Linked DNA regions of Hordeum vulgare: region 1 is linked to region 2. The links are chromatin contacts, called in public Hi-C maps. All regions are on one chromosome and are shown on one strand. Each heading gives the region's core, a stretch centred on a gene start, on an enhancer-like site or on the middle of the called end of the contact. The rest is flanking DNA. Distances are from core to core; before and after follow the strand shown. Region 1 holds the start of LOC123448126 (G8 domain-containing protein DDB_G0286311-like). Region 2 holds the start of LOC123448124 (probable receptor-like protein kinase At5g18500).

The links. Hi-C and Micro-C count contacts between places; a contact is called where the count stands out from the background.
Region 1: a Hi-C map of leaf shows a contact between it and region 2, with 2.8 times the contacts expected there. The contact joins the promoter of LOC123448126 here to the promoter of LOC123448124 in region 2. A contact is called at or near these places in 5 of 6 Hi-C or Micro-C datasets (leaf, seedling and an unstated tissue) and 1 of 1 datasets of contacts at active chromatin or transcription factors (embryo).

The regions. Positions count from the first base shown.
Region 1 is chr4H:129,601,633-129,608,316 of MorexV3_pseudomolecules_assembly, reverse strand. It overlaps LOC123448126 (G8 domain-containing protein DDB_G0286311-like), which reads right to left and starts at 4,525. Exons shown (of 4, transcript XM_045124904.1): 1 at 4,317-4,525; 2 at 3,050-3,670; 3 at 2,906-2,951; 4 at 2,111-2,818. The coding sequence starts at 4,398. The coding sequence ends at 2,569. LOC123448125 (protein CHUP1, chloroplastic-like) reads right to left here and starts at 1,891. Exons shown (of 8, transcript XM_045124903.1): 1 at 1,785-1,891; 2 at 1-418. The coding sequence starts at 219.
Region 2 is chr4H:129,425,932-129,432,744 of MorexV3_pseudomolecules_assembly, reverse strand. It overlaps LOC123448124 (probable receptor-like protein kinase At5g18500), which reads left to right and starts at 5,282. Exons shown (of 8, transcript XM_045124899.1): 1 at 5,282-5,519; 2 at 6,515-6,813. The coding sequence starts at 6,533.

The DNA.
Region 1 (6,684 bases), core at 3,276-5,775, 180 kb before region 2:
CCTCTTTGTCTTTGCAGCTGCACCAGCCACCACCCTCTCCTCCTTGCTGCTCACCCTCACAGGCCTCCTGGCTCGAGGAGGGGTGGCGGGTGCCGGAGCTGGAGACGAAGAAGCTTCCTTGATGGGTGCTGGTGCTGCTCTTGGAGCCCTGGCTCGGACGGCCACCGATGGCGAGGAGATCCTGCCGCCATGGCCGTTGCTCAAAACCTGCTGCTTCATTGCGTGTGTGAATCCAAGGAGCAGCCTAAGCTAGTGGTCTAGCCTTTATTGCTGTGTTGCGACCTCAACTGAATACTCAGTGTCAGAAAGGAAGGTGCTGCCCGGGTGGTGGTTGGCGATGGCAATATATATTGGAAATTTGGCATGCAGCATGTGGGTTGTGGAACTGGAATCAGCGCACAGCTCAGCTCTTTGTTGACTGCAAAGCGGCAGATACAAACAAGAGAATTATCAGTGTCAATTGCAGTGAGGAAAAAGGGAGAGGGCAACAACCTGATTGCTGTGTTTAATGCAATAGGTAGGGGTAGGCTGCTTCAGTTGAGAGCGGCCAATCGGCCGTGACAATGAGAGGACGACGGACAGGACCAGAAAGCAGAGCAGAGCAGAGCAGTGCAGGCAACAACACACCAATAAACCAGTGCTGTTACTATTAACCAACCGAAAACACAGTACTGCACTGTTGCATTGCAATACGAGATCTACTCTACTCTATACATGTCAAACGGTAATTACCGTCCCTCAAAATGTTTATATTATTCTGGTGTATGAAGACTCTACTTATTTTACCATGCAGTAATTTCCTGTAACTTGGTGTACACTTGCATCTGGCTTATTTATGCATTGGTTGAGGTTCTTCTTGTAATCCCATCTTAGGGGGTTAAAAATAGTGCAGACTGCAGAAAAACAGGTGGAAAGACAAGACAGCAGCATATAAAGCATTGGATGCTAATACAGACCAAATCATTAAGCCACACACATTTAATATTGAGGGCAGGCAGTTGACAAAAGGCCGGGGTAGTTGTGTATACTTTTAGGCCATGTGAGAACCACTTAGCTGAATGTATACAGTTTAATGTGAAGAAGCACACGAAAATCTGCGCATTTCGGGAAATAGATAAGCAATTCATGTTCAAGGCTCACTAACAATTTGTCCCCCCTCCTTTTTTTTCACTTTCGTAACTTTAAGAAAGACTTTGCTTTTCATTTGTTTAATACATGCCTGGTGTGTGCGCCACCTGGCTTTCTAACCAGTCACCACTAGTTCAATACAAAATTAATTTGGCATAATACAACACAAGTGATCAGTTCATTACAAAACACATGTAACTGAAGACTGGTGATAGTGCCTGCCGTCTTTTGTCTTTGCCTTTTTAGTATAGTTTAACAACTGGCTCAATCACTAACTAGTTTTATACTTTAAGCAATGACACACTCATGAGGCATGACAGACCAACTCCATGCACTAAACTGAATCTAAGCTAACTCACCTAAGTGATAACAAAACGAACAAAGAAACAAAAGTCGTTCTCCAGCAAAAATTGGTGAGAAGAGGCAACTCTCATGGTAGAACTATGTCTCCTAACCGAAGAGAGCATCAACACAATAAAATCCATGTGAAATGGAGTAAGTAGAAGAAAGAAAGCGTCCAAGAGGACCAGTGGATTATAACAGAGTACTTCATCCTCCAAATAGAAATCATAATCATTGACAGTAATTTAAAATGATCGCATGAATTTCATCATAATATTCCTTACGAAAAAGTTATGAGGGACAAAAGGGCGCACCTTGTTTTGCAGGATGCAAGGCAAGAGACAAGCAGCTCCAAAGGAAATAATCTGATAGCAGAACAGTGGAGAGGTGCTGCTACTTATAGATGCCACGAACAGGTTGCTGATAGTGGGAAAGTAGGTGTGACATTTGGATCAAACTGAGGACCAACAATTGAATGCGCAATCTTGTATATGTATAAACAAAAAGAAAATGCCCAGCTAGCTAGCTGTTGGTGGAATGTCTCAACATTCCCCCTTCACATCACTGAACAACCAACCCAACGAAAGCAACCCAAACTCCCAAAGTGCATATCAGTCTTATGTGTCAGGGCACAGATACATCCACTGGTAAGCCACTTCTTTTATTGATAAAATGTATACAAAAGCTTCCATGTGTTACAAGTGCATGGATTGGTCATTAACATGTTGAAGAGCTACAGCTCACCTGAGTTTCAAATTGTGGTTGGACATGACATCAGAGTTGGAGATTGACCACCTAAACTCACTTAATGGCCCCAACTGCACTTCCAAGATTTTGCATGTGCTGCTTCAAGTTCAAATCATACATTCAAACTGAGCAAAATACAACAACTTGCAAGAGCAGATGTGCACATAATCAACATTTGATTTCATACACCTAGAGACTACATCCACTGGTTAATACAGGCAATAAGCGTACTTCCTACTAGCACACAATTCTGGCCTAATCATACAACCACTACAGCTAAAGGAAAAACTCTAGCTCTTTGCCATCACTTCAACTCTCACAGTTTCCAAAATTCTGGAGCAGCTTCGTTCTTCAAAATATCCCTCCAACGTATGGCAATGCAAGCGCTGAGAACAAACCTGCCCAGGACCAGCCAGAGGGCAAGATTGAGTGCCAACCATTGCCGGTGTTGGCCTCTCCTGGGAAGTCCGACCCAAAGTCCGATGATCCAGAAATGCCTGAGCCACTTGGGTTCAGCACTGATGATCCTGGATTAGAACCAGATGCACCAGTAACAGGGCTAGTGGATGATGTAGTAGGAGCAGTGGATCCAACAGTAGAGCTGCAAAGATGAAATAGTTCACCATACACATCATTGCATTAAACACGAGAGTTCCATGTGACCAGAATGCAAATTTATAATCTTCACCTCGTTGGTGAAGACATTGATGATGCCAATACACAGGTTCCTGAGCCTGCAAAGAGGAGACGCAGGCACGATATTTCAGAACACCCAACTGAAAATCCTCGATGCTATCTAGAGACCAGAAGGAGAAAATAGAGACTCTCTTACTCGGATTGGCATTGGCAAGCATTGCGGCACCCCCAAAGTCGCAGCTGGAGGGTTTAGGGTTCTTCTGGTAATAGCTGTTGAAGGCGTATGACGCGTGGGCTTCCAAGGTATTTGGATAGTAGCAGCTCCCTGATGGCTGTATCGGTGAGCAATCTGCTCCCCCAATACCGCACGCATAGTCCAGTGCATCCTGGAGCGCGGTTTCTGATGAGCCGGCCTTGGCCACGCACCAGGCTTGCTGTCCTGACACAACTGGAGCTGTGGCTGGAGTAGTGGTCGGAGCAGTAGGTGGTGTGGTGCCAACAGTAGGCACCATTGGGTTCGTCGCTGGGTTTGTCAATGGTGCTGATGGAGGGAAAGTTGAAGGGGTGGTAACAGGAATGGTGACTGGCGTGTTTGGTGCAGATGTCGAAGGGGTTGGCAATGGTAATGTGGTAGAAGGGTCATTTGAGGGGGTTGTGATAGGTGTGGGCAAAGGGTTTAATGAAGGGATTGTGATGGTAGGGTTTGTGGACGGCACGGTGATGATTGTCGGTGTTGGGTTCGTCGATGGGACTGTGATGGGCGTCGTCGGGTTGGTCACCTGAGCTGGATCCAAGTCATCATGGACAGTTGGTTTGCCTGTGTTAGCAACGATTAAGTATTCAGAGTGATTAATTAGCATGGAAGAAAGATGGAATGCTAAGTTTCATGTTCTGATAGAACAGAGGCACATGACTAAGTATACAAGAAAGTAGGTATGAGATGCATATTGCCCATGAGGGCTATGAAATGAAATCTTAGAAGAGAAATTATCGTTACATGCATGGTCAGTTGTAGGCAGGTACTAGTATGAAAAGAGAAGGAATGGGCCACACATGCATATCCCATCCCAGTATGCAGTGTATCTATACCGTGATGCTCCCCAATCTGAAGCACCACAAATCAGCACAGTTAATCTCTCCCAGTCCCAGATCGAGATGTAAACGCTGAAGTGAGTAGTATCGTGTTACTACTCCAGACACAGAGTAGGATTTGCGTACAGATTGAAGGGGAAGTTAAGTTGACAAATTAATCGTTCGTCCGTGGTATATATCACCTCAATCAAGAAAAGAAATCGTGTGCTGCAGCCGCAGGTAGAGGCGCAAGAGTACATTACCGAATCTAAAAATGTCAGCGATACTTGTGCAGATGAGCCTCCGGGACGGGGATCTAAACAGGAATTATGGTGGTGGCAGGCAGGGTTTTATGGCGACAGAGCAATTGGAGAAAGAAGAAGAGGAAGTACCTGAGACTGAGGGGAGCTCGAGGAAGAGGAGGGAGCAAGCGGGGAGGAGGAGGAAGAGGAGGAAGAGGTGGCGAACCACCATCCTCGCCGCCGACCGCTCCGCAAACAGACAAGAAAGAAGTGGGTCGCCGCCGTAGCCTCTGCTAGCGTTGTTTTTTGGGGGCTGCCCGAGGGAAGGGAAAGGTGGTGGTGGTGGTGGTAGGCACGAGAGCGAGGGATGGGCGGAAAAGGCACAAGGTGAGAGAGAGAGAAAGCACGCTCACACTCGCTGCAACATCCGTCTCGAATGGAATACTCGTATCTATCTATGCGCACCGCAACATCCGTCTCGAATACAATACCGTAAGGGCATCTTCAATGAAGAACTGTAAAAAAACTTATATTTAAAAACGGGGAGTACTTCGTTATATCTTTGATCCGATACTTTTGTTCACTTTTACAATTTAATGTAGTGTTGTATTGATCTGATAAAATGATCCGGACGTCCGTCTTTCGATAAGTCGGAGACAAATATGGAGAGCTTGCGAGAGTTCGAACATGTACTTAACCAATCGTATGCATGTCTTTCTTTTCTCCTTCCTTTCATCCGCAAGTGCATGGGTTTTCTTTTCCTCCTTCCCAACCGGATACTAAACCACAAATATCTTCACTAAATGCATGGTCCCCATCTACTTTTTCTCCTCATAGTCGGATACTTTGTATTTAGCGTTGGATGACTCCCTTCAGTATCATTATCGTGGATCACTTTTGAACATAAAAACTGACATTTACCTAAGGAATTTACAAGTCGGTGTTGGAGATGCCTAAACCATATGCATCGCACCAAGAAAAATGTTGTTAAGGCATCTTCAATGCTCATCCTCAAAGTGCATCGGTCCATCTATTTGGACCGAACGGTTTATACACATTCTTGCCATCTAAGAGCTTCTTCAACGTTCACCTGTAAATTCTCTCTGGCATCTGTCCACGGACAGAGGGATCTTTCACGGACACTGATGGTGCCATCCAAACTAACCGTGTACATTTCAACAACTATTGGAACTAAACGTTTAAAATTCATGCAAACCGACCAGATTTTCAAATAAACGGAAAAGATTCATGCAAACACGATAGATTTTATATGAACATGACAAAAATCATTACATTTGAGACATATACTTCAACTAAAAGTGGAACCCGTCCGACTCTTAAGGTATAATTTCCTAATCTAAATGATTGTCGGCGCCCATTCCCCATCGGACTGCGACGAGCCTTGAGAATTGAAGCTCCGACACTTGCCTTCGCCTTCTCTAGCTCTGCCTATGTAGCTTGAACGGCTAATCGGCCGACGATTATTAGCCCGCCAAGCTTCGCTTCGAGCGAAGGGAAGAGCGCTGGCCTTCCTCAGACCCGAGCGGCGGCGACTACTACTTGTGATGGCATTGGTATTTTCTTCGAAGAGGAAGGGTTATGTAGTAAAGAAGCGAAAATTATTTTCCTCGATTAGGAAGACCAACAGGAAACCACGCAAACAAACAATCAACAGTACCTACACACACAAGAACAAATACTTGCACCTAATGCGGGTAAGAGGGTCATCAAGCCCTTGTACTCGTTAATTGAAAGAATTAAATCTAATGGTATATGATAGATAAATATAAACCAAAGGATAATAGATGGCAACAAATATTTTTATATGTTTTTGGAATATATAATAAATGACAGCAAGATTGATGAAGACGGCCTCTGTGATGGATTCCCCCTCCGACAGAGTATCGGAAAAGGCCTCCAGATAGGATTGCGGAGGAATAGAGACTTGCGTGGCGGAAAAATTGTTTCGGATGCTCCCCTAGGATTTTTTGAAAATATGAGAATTTATAGGCAAGAGAGGCGGCGCATTGTACCCACGAGTGAGTCACGAAGGGGGAGGGCACGCCCCTAGCCTTGTCACTTCCTCGTGCAGCGTCTAGACTCCCTTCGAATCTTTCATGTCTTCTTTTGGTCTAAGAAAAATCATCAAAAAAATTCGTCGCGTTTAGACTCCGTTTGGTACACATTTTCTGAAAAGCCAAAAACACTTAGAAAAAAACTAGCACCGGGCACTAAGTTAATAGGTTAGTGCCCCAAAAAGATATAAAATGGTATATAAAGCATACAAGACTAATAAAATAATAGCAGGAAATAATCAAAAATTATAGATACGTTGGAGACGTATTTGTTGGAAATATGCCCTAGAGGCAATAATAAATTAGTAATTATTATATTTCCTTGTTCATAATAATCGTATATTATCCATGCTAGAATTGTATTGATTGGAAACTCAAATACATGTGTGGATACATAGACAACACATTGTCCCTAGTGAGCCTCTAATTGACTAGTTCGTTGA
Region 2 (6,813 bases), core at 4,033-6,532:
TGTTTTGTTTTGATTTTAAACTCATGTAGGGAAATAAAGACAGTCTTAAACTCTTGATGACAATTATTGCTAAGGCTTGCTACACTCGCAAAGTAATTTATTTTTCTTCTGTTTTACTTAGCTCATGATTCAGAGCTTGTATACAATTGATATGTTTCGTGTATAGCTTAGTTAATATTACAACTTTGTATTAGTGTGACACCTTTAATTACATTATTTCAGGGAAGAAATATATTTCAACCGAAGTTGAATTTCATTGTTTTTTGAATAGGTATGTGGCTATCTTTTTTATGTATAATGTACTTTTTACTACATCATGTTTATGTACGCAATAAGAAAAATAAATAAACGATCCGTGGCAACGCACGAACAGTCAACTAGTATTGTTCAAAAGCGGCAAAAGCTGAGGGCCATCTCTTAGGCTTTGGCTGATCTCGTTTATGAAAAAACTAGGTTAAAAACCTTAACAAGTGGGCACGTTTATGAAAAAATCTGGGTCAAAAATCAGACAAGCATCAAAACTAAAGAAGAGAAATAATAAACACCCGTAAGAAGGCATGCATTGACTAGCAGAGAGAAGGATCATCATCACAAGAAGCACACGTATCATGCGACGATGCGCGGGGCTCCCTGCCTCAGTTCCCCGATCCAGCTGACCTGGATGGGAAGGGGTGTCCCGCCACTGCTCGCAGGCTTTGCGCTAGCCCTCCTCTACAGGGGAGGGGCTAAGATGTGGTGCTGCTGCTCGACATTGTCGGCGGCAAGGTGTGGTGCTTCGATCTGGCTCGCCGGGGTCTGGCCTCATGCGGTGGTGCTTCTCAATGACGGTACAACAACGACAACGAGTGTGATGGTGGATAATGTGTGGCAAATGGCGCGATTGTTGTGTAGGGGCACGGGTCAGCGGAGGTGTTGCGTGGGAGTGGAGGTTTGCTTTTCCGAGGGAAATCTTAGCTGGTTCTTGCTGACCGACGGCGGCTGTGCCCATGGGCGTCGCTACTTGTAGTCGAGGAGTCTTGTGCAACCTCTTCTCTGGGGTCAAGATCTTTAGGCGAAAGTCAAGTTCCTATAGTTAGATCGGGCGAACGTGATGGCCCTACATCATTTTCCCCTCTTGGCAGCGTCGTCTATGAGATCTTGGTCCGATTTGCATTTCTAACAGTCTGGACATGCATGGCATCGCGGTCGGAAGGTGCCTGATCGACGGCGTGGCAGATTGGTTCGGCGTTGCGACTAGTGTGGCACGGCGATGGTGGCCAACAGAGTCGGACCATAGTTTGTCTTTTTGATGTCAATGATCTGGAGCGCCTATGTTGGTTTCTTGCTGTGACAGAGAAGTTCAAGTTGCGGTCGGCTGGGCCACTACGAGAATCGTGATTCCATGAGGGTGGTGTACTGGACAAGGTTGGTGTGAGGCTTGCAACTTTCTCCCGTGAAGATCTTCAACAAAGTCGGAGATGCCATGTCCTCGTGGCTTCGGTCGACTGTTTGGTGCTGCTTTGTTGCTTGGTGCAACCTCTAGGCAAGTGACAAGTTTGTGCTTGTCCTATGTGAAGTTAAAGTCATCAATCACCTCGATGGATGATGTTGATGACACTCTCGGTTAGCATTGATTGTCCGACTTTGTCGGTGATGGTGTCGTGATCTTTGTGTCCAGCTCGTACATGTGTGCCCTATGTGGGATTTGTAATTTAGGTTTTCGCTTGGTTTTGTTGTACTTAATCGAGTAAATTGCCAAAAACTACCACATTTCACGCAACCGTGTCCAGCAGCTACCATTTTACAATTATCAGCAAAAAACTACCAAAAGTTTTCTAATCTGTGGCAAAAAACTACCAATTTTTCTAACTGCCCTATTTAGTTCTTTTAACCGTTTTTCTGGCAATAGTGGCCCACATGTCAGGTGCCAGCGTGGCCAGCTTTGACGGACCCCCGCGCGGACGGCCGTTAACGGCGCCCGCTCGCCGTCTCTGTCGACGCTGGCGGTAAATAGGTCAGCTCTGCTCCCTCCTCACTCACTTATCCTCTCCCTCTCCCTCTTCCTCCTGCTCTGACCCTCTCACCGTCGCCGCCAGCGCCATTGTTGCCGCTAGAAGTTGAAGATGTCGTTCTGCAAAGAGGAGGAGAGCTCGGACGACGACATCTGCATGGTTTTCATGGATCAACAGCTCTTTGTAAGTACATCACAGTGGAACGAAGATAGGTTTAGGGTTAGGTCATCCAAAATGTGGATTCGAAGTTTATTTTGGTTTGATTCCAAGCTTCATTTGCAGGAAACCCCCGACACTGTGGTGGATCCATCTTTCTGTGGTTCTTTCCCTGAATCTGAGCCTACATGCATGATGCATCATCAGAGGCCGAAGAAGATGGTAGCTTTCGAAGGTTCTTTGACTCGGAGACGATTTCTAGGTTGTCCTGTGCAGCAGGTATTAAATCTTGCTGGTGGGAGATGTTAACTGCTAAATAAGTTGCTATTTGCTTAGTTTTCAGAGAGAATGAGTTAGCTAAAAACATAATATATTCAGTTTGAATGGTTAGCTGTGGTCATTTAGGTTAGCTGTGGTCTAATAACTGTTTTTATATGTTTCCTGAATTTAGGTTAGCTGTGGTCTAATAACTGTTTTTATTTTGCAGGAGAATAGAGCAATTTTCAATGGTTCCTCTAGTGCTACCCAATTACCTCCAGAAAGAGCACATCAAGACCAAAGTTCACACATCCCAGCCTCATCTGCTCCACCACTTGGTCCTAACACAACGAGAAAGAAAAAAACAGCAGCTCCAAGAGCAACATCATCAACATTTTCAACAACAGCTCCAAGAGCACCAGCATCAACAATTTCAACAGCAGCTCCAAGAGCACCAGCATCAACAACAAGGGCATCAAGAAGGGGATTCAGTGCACCTAGAACATCCAGTGGAGTTGTTGTGATATTATCAGGCAAGAGGAAGAGGAAACCTACTAGCAGATCAGCAATAAGATACTCCAGCTTCTTCTTCTCTTCCTTAAGTAGGTCCCTGTCCACCTGCACTTTCTTCATGGCCTTCCTCATGTTCTGAATGATATCTGCTTGGCTTTGAAGAATGCACCTCTGCTCCTTGGCAAGCTTCAGCTTTTCCATACTTATCTCAATCCTTGCTTGATCCTCAAGTTCTTTCTTCTTTTTATTTATTGCCTCACTGGTATAGTCCATGTCATGAGACATCTTGCCATCTTGATAGTCAAAAAGTTTGGATACATCTTCCACCAACTGGCTGTAGCTGTTTGATAGGAAGTCAATTTCCTTCTTTAGCTTCACCACCTCTTTGTCATGAGCTTGTTGATCCTTCACCCTACCAAAGTCTTGCTCCTGGTACATTTCCCAAAGCCTTGCTAGGCACCTTTGTAAAATGTCTGGCCAAGGAGCATCCACCCACTCCACCACCCCACAATTCACACCTTCATCCTACGCCCGCGGATACGTCCGGACGTGTCCGCATACAGTGACCAGGCATGGCTTAAATTTGCTACTCTGCATAGTCTCTCATATTTCAACTCCTAGATCCATGCAAAGCATAGAAAAAAACCCTATGTACTACATACTACGTACTACCCTAACTATCATCGCCGGAGATGCCCATGACTTACAGTGCTGGGCGCCGGGTAGACGGCCGCGTAGGAGGGCTCCAACTCCGTCTCCTCCTCCTCCACCTCCTCTATGTAGGCGAGCATCTCCACCTTCTCCATGACCTTCTCCGCCTCCATCTCCTACCGCCGACGACGTCTGGCCTCCGCATCTGACTCTGAGCAAATGGAATCGAGGATAGCCTGCTGCTCCACCTGTAGATTCGCGTCCCCAGCGTCCCCCACATCCTTCGCCATCTCCTTCATCAACTCCTTCCCCCCTCCTCCAACTCCTCCTCCGGATCCACGAAAGGTAGTCCTGTGGCCCTTCGGATCCAGGTCTACTCAAGGAGCCAAAGCCAGCGCTCTGACGTTAGAAAGTGGAGGCGACGCAGTGGCATGGCTTATTGACGTTGCGGCGGAGGGGATGGGGAAACGTGGAGGGGGTAGGGTTTGAGTGTCGGAGGTCGGCTTAAATAGCCATGCTAGGGACTACGTGGCCCGCCAAAACGGCGCCACACAGCGTTCACACCCTCCCACCGGAGGAGCGTTCGTGGGACCGGCGGGTTTCCGAACGATTCCGCGTGGATCCACGCTGTCAGACCGACGTGACGGGCACGGTCGGACGTCCCCATATTCGTCCCAAATTTGGGTTGGATATGTGGGGTGTCGGTCCGTCTGGGCGTTTGAGACTCGTTTAGGACGCCCATATGAATCATATTTTTGTGACCGAACGGACGGGCTCTATGGGTATTTGAGACGGGTTTGAGAGATTCAACTGTAGATGCTCTAAGGACATCTCTAGCAGATCCCTTAAAAATGATGAAATATGTAAAACGATGTTTTTAGTTTCGCGGTGTAAAAAGAACACCATAAATAGAGCCCTAAAAATAATCAAACCCGTAAACTTATTTCAGCCCCGTGAGAGTTCACTCCACGAAGCTCAGCACGCTACACCGGCGGGCGTGTCTCCTCAACCCCTTGACACAACATGAGAAGAAATAATTACCAAACCATAGGCAGCTTCGCTCATCACCTAGCCCACATCTGGTACCACTGCCACCACCTAGCGCATGCTGTCTGCACATTACCTTGCTCTTAGGTCATTGTGTTTTCATTTCTAACAAAATACTCCCCCTCTCTCTATCTAAATATTTGTAGTTAGAGATCTAAGACTATTTTTCCCTAACTATAAGTATTTAGATATAGAGAGAATAAAACACAGCCATTTACCGGATCAGTCATAGAGATTACGTACTACTTCCTCTGTTTTTAAATATAAAAACATTTTAATTTTTTATTAGAAAACTATATACAGATGTATATAGATATACTTTAAAATGTAAATTCATTCATTTTGCTTCGTATGTAGTTCCTTAATGTTATCGTTAAAAAAAACATATTTAAAAGGAAGTACAATTAATAAATTCGCAGCTTCGTATGTAGTTCCTTAATGATATCGTTAAAAAACTTATAATTAAAAGGAAGTATAATTAATAAATTCGCAGCTTGCTGTCTGGAAGCTCTTACAAATTATTAATTCCAGTTTATTGGTTGGAGCACTAGAGGGAGGTGCGGTGCGGTGCGAAGAGGGAGGAAAGGAAAGGAAAGGGTGGAGCGTGAGCGTGAGCGTGTGCGTGTGCTTTACTTTGCGTTTACCACTCACTTCGCTTGGCCGGGGTGCTTTCTTCCGCGTCACTCCCGTCCGCCCCGACCGACTGACTGCTCCTCTCTCTCTCTCTCGCCTCGCCAGTCCACTACCAACCACGCTGACAACTCCCCTTCTCCTGCCGCCACCACCTTCCAATTCCATCTCCAAATCCCCTCTTCCTTCCGCATACATTCCCTCCCCCCACTGCAATTGGGAAGCTGCCATCCTTCGTCCTCTTCCTCCTCCCGCTGCTGCGCTGGATCCCAGGTACCATATCCACCCAATTCCCCTCCATCTCTCTCTTCTTCTCGGAATGCGAGCGTCTTGGCTTACTGGATCTCACCCCTCCCCGAGCTCCTCGTTTCCCTGCTCCTCCCCCCCTCACCCTCCGCCATTACCCCTCAATGCCCGCGCTGATTCGATTTCGCCGTCCAGATTTCAGACCACAAACACTTTTCATCTCATCCTTCTCTCCAGGTTGCTCTTCAGATTTAGGAGTATATAAGTTTGGTTAACTTTGGCATTTAGGATTGGTAGCTTAAGGTAGTAATCTGTAATCCACCTCCCCTTCTCTTCTAGCTTTGCGTAGCTTGCGTGCGGCCAGCTGCTTTGTCTTGTCGGTTCCCTGAACCGTGCCCAATTTTCTGTTCCTGTGGAGAGATAGATGGTATACATCTATATCTGGTATCCATACTCAAAGGGCGGGTAGGCCTCATGTTTATTTTCTACTCTACTTATACTTCTTTGCTCTAGTGTGAACCGCATCATGATGTCTCTTCACGCTCTTTCCTTATTTAAGCCTGTAGCCATTCGATTGGACATACTTAATTCTCAACACCAAGTAAGCTCTAGGTATGGGAATGGTGGTTGGCACGTCAGTCCGCTCCACTTCATCTTGGCCACATGTCACTGCGTGTTGTTCTTTCTGCATAAGTAATAATACTACTCTAGTTTGAAGCTACATTCTTGTGCAAACTTACTTGATTTGCATTTGCTTTGCTTCCCCTCTAAATGCACGCCCAACACGCCACCTTTTGCGTGCTCTTCAGCTTGGTGGTTGCAATATAGCTTTCTCATTAATTCCCAAATCAGCAAACAGTTCCACCATTTCTTTTATACTCCGTATTAGGGTATCTCCGTGGGAACGCTACAAACAGTTTGGGACAGATGATATTAAGTGTCCACAGACCAGGCAATCAAGTTAATACAGGCAAGTGTTTCTTTGCATCTGTGACTAACATCTTCTTATCCTTTGAACGCAGGTATTTGATGATCACAACATGTCATCAAACTCCACGCTCACAGAATCACTTCATGAGAAAACAATCGTCTTTGGGCTTAAACTTTGGGTTGTGATTGGGATCTCTGTTGGGGCATCCCTCCTGGGTATTCTTCTTATCCTTGTTATATGCCTTACCGTCCAAACCTGGATCAGACGCTCACGTAGGGCATTCAAGGAGCTTCCCATGACCCAGATACCTTCTGCATTCAAAGACATCACAGAAGTCAGGGTGCCTGACCAATTTTCACCGAATGATTATGTCGTACATGATGGGCTTCT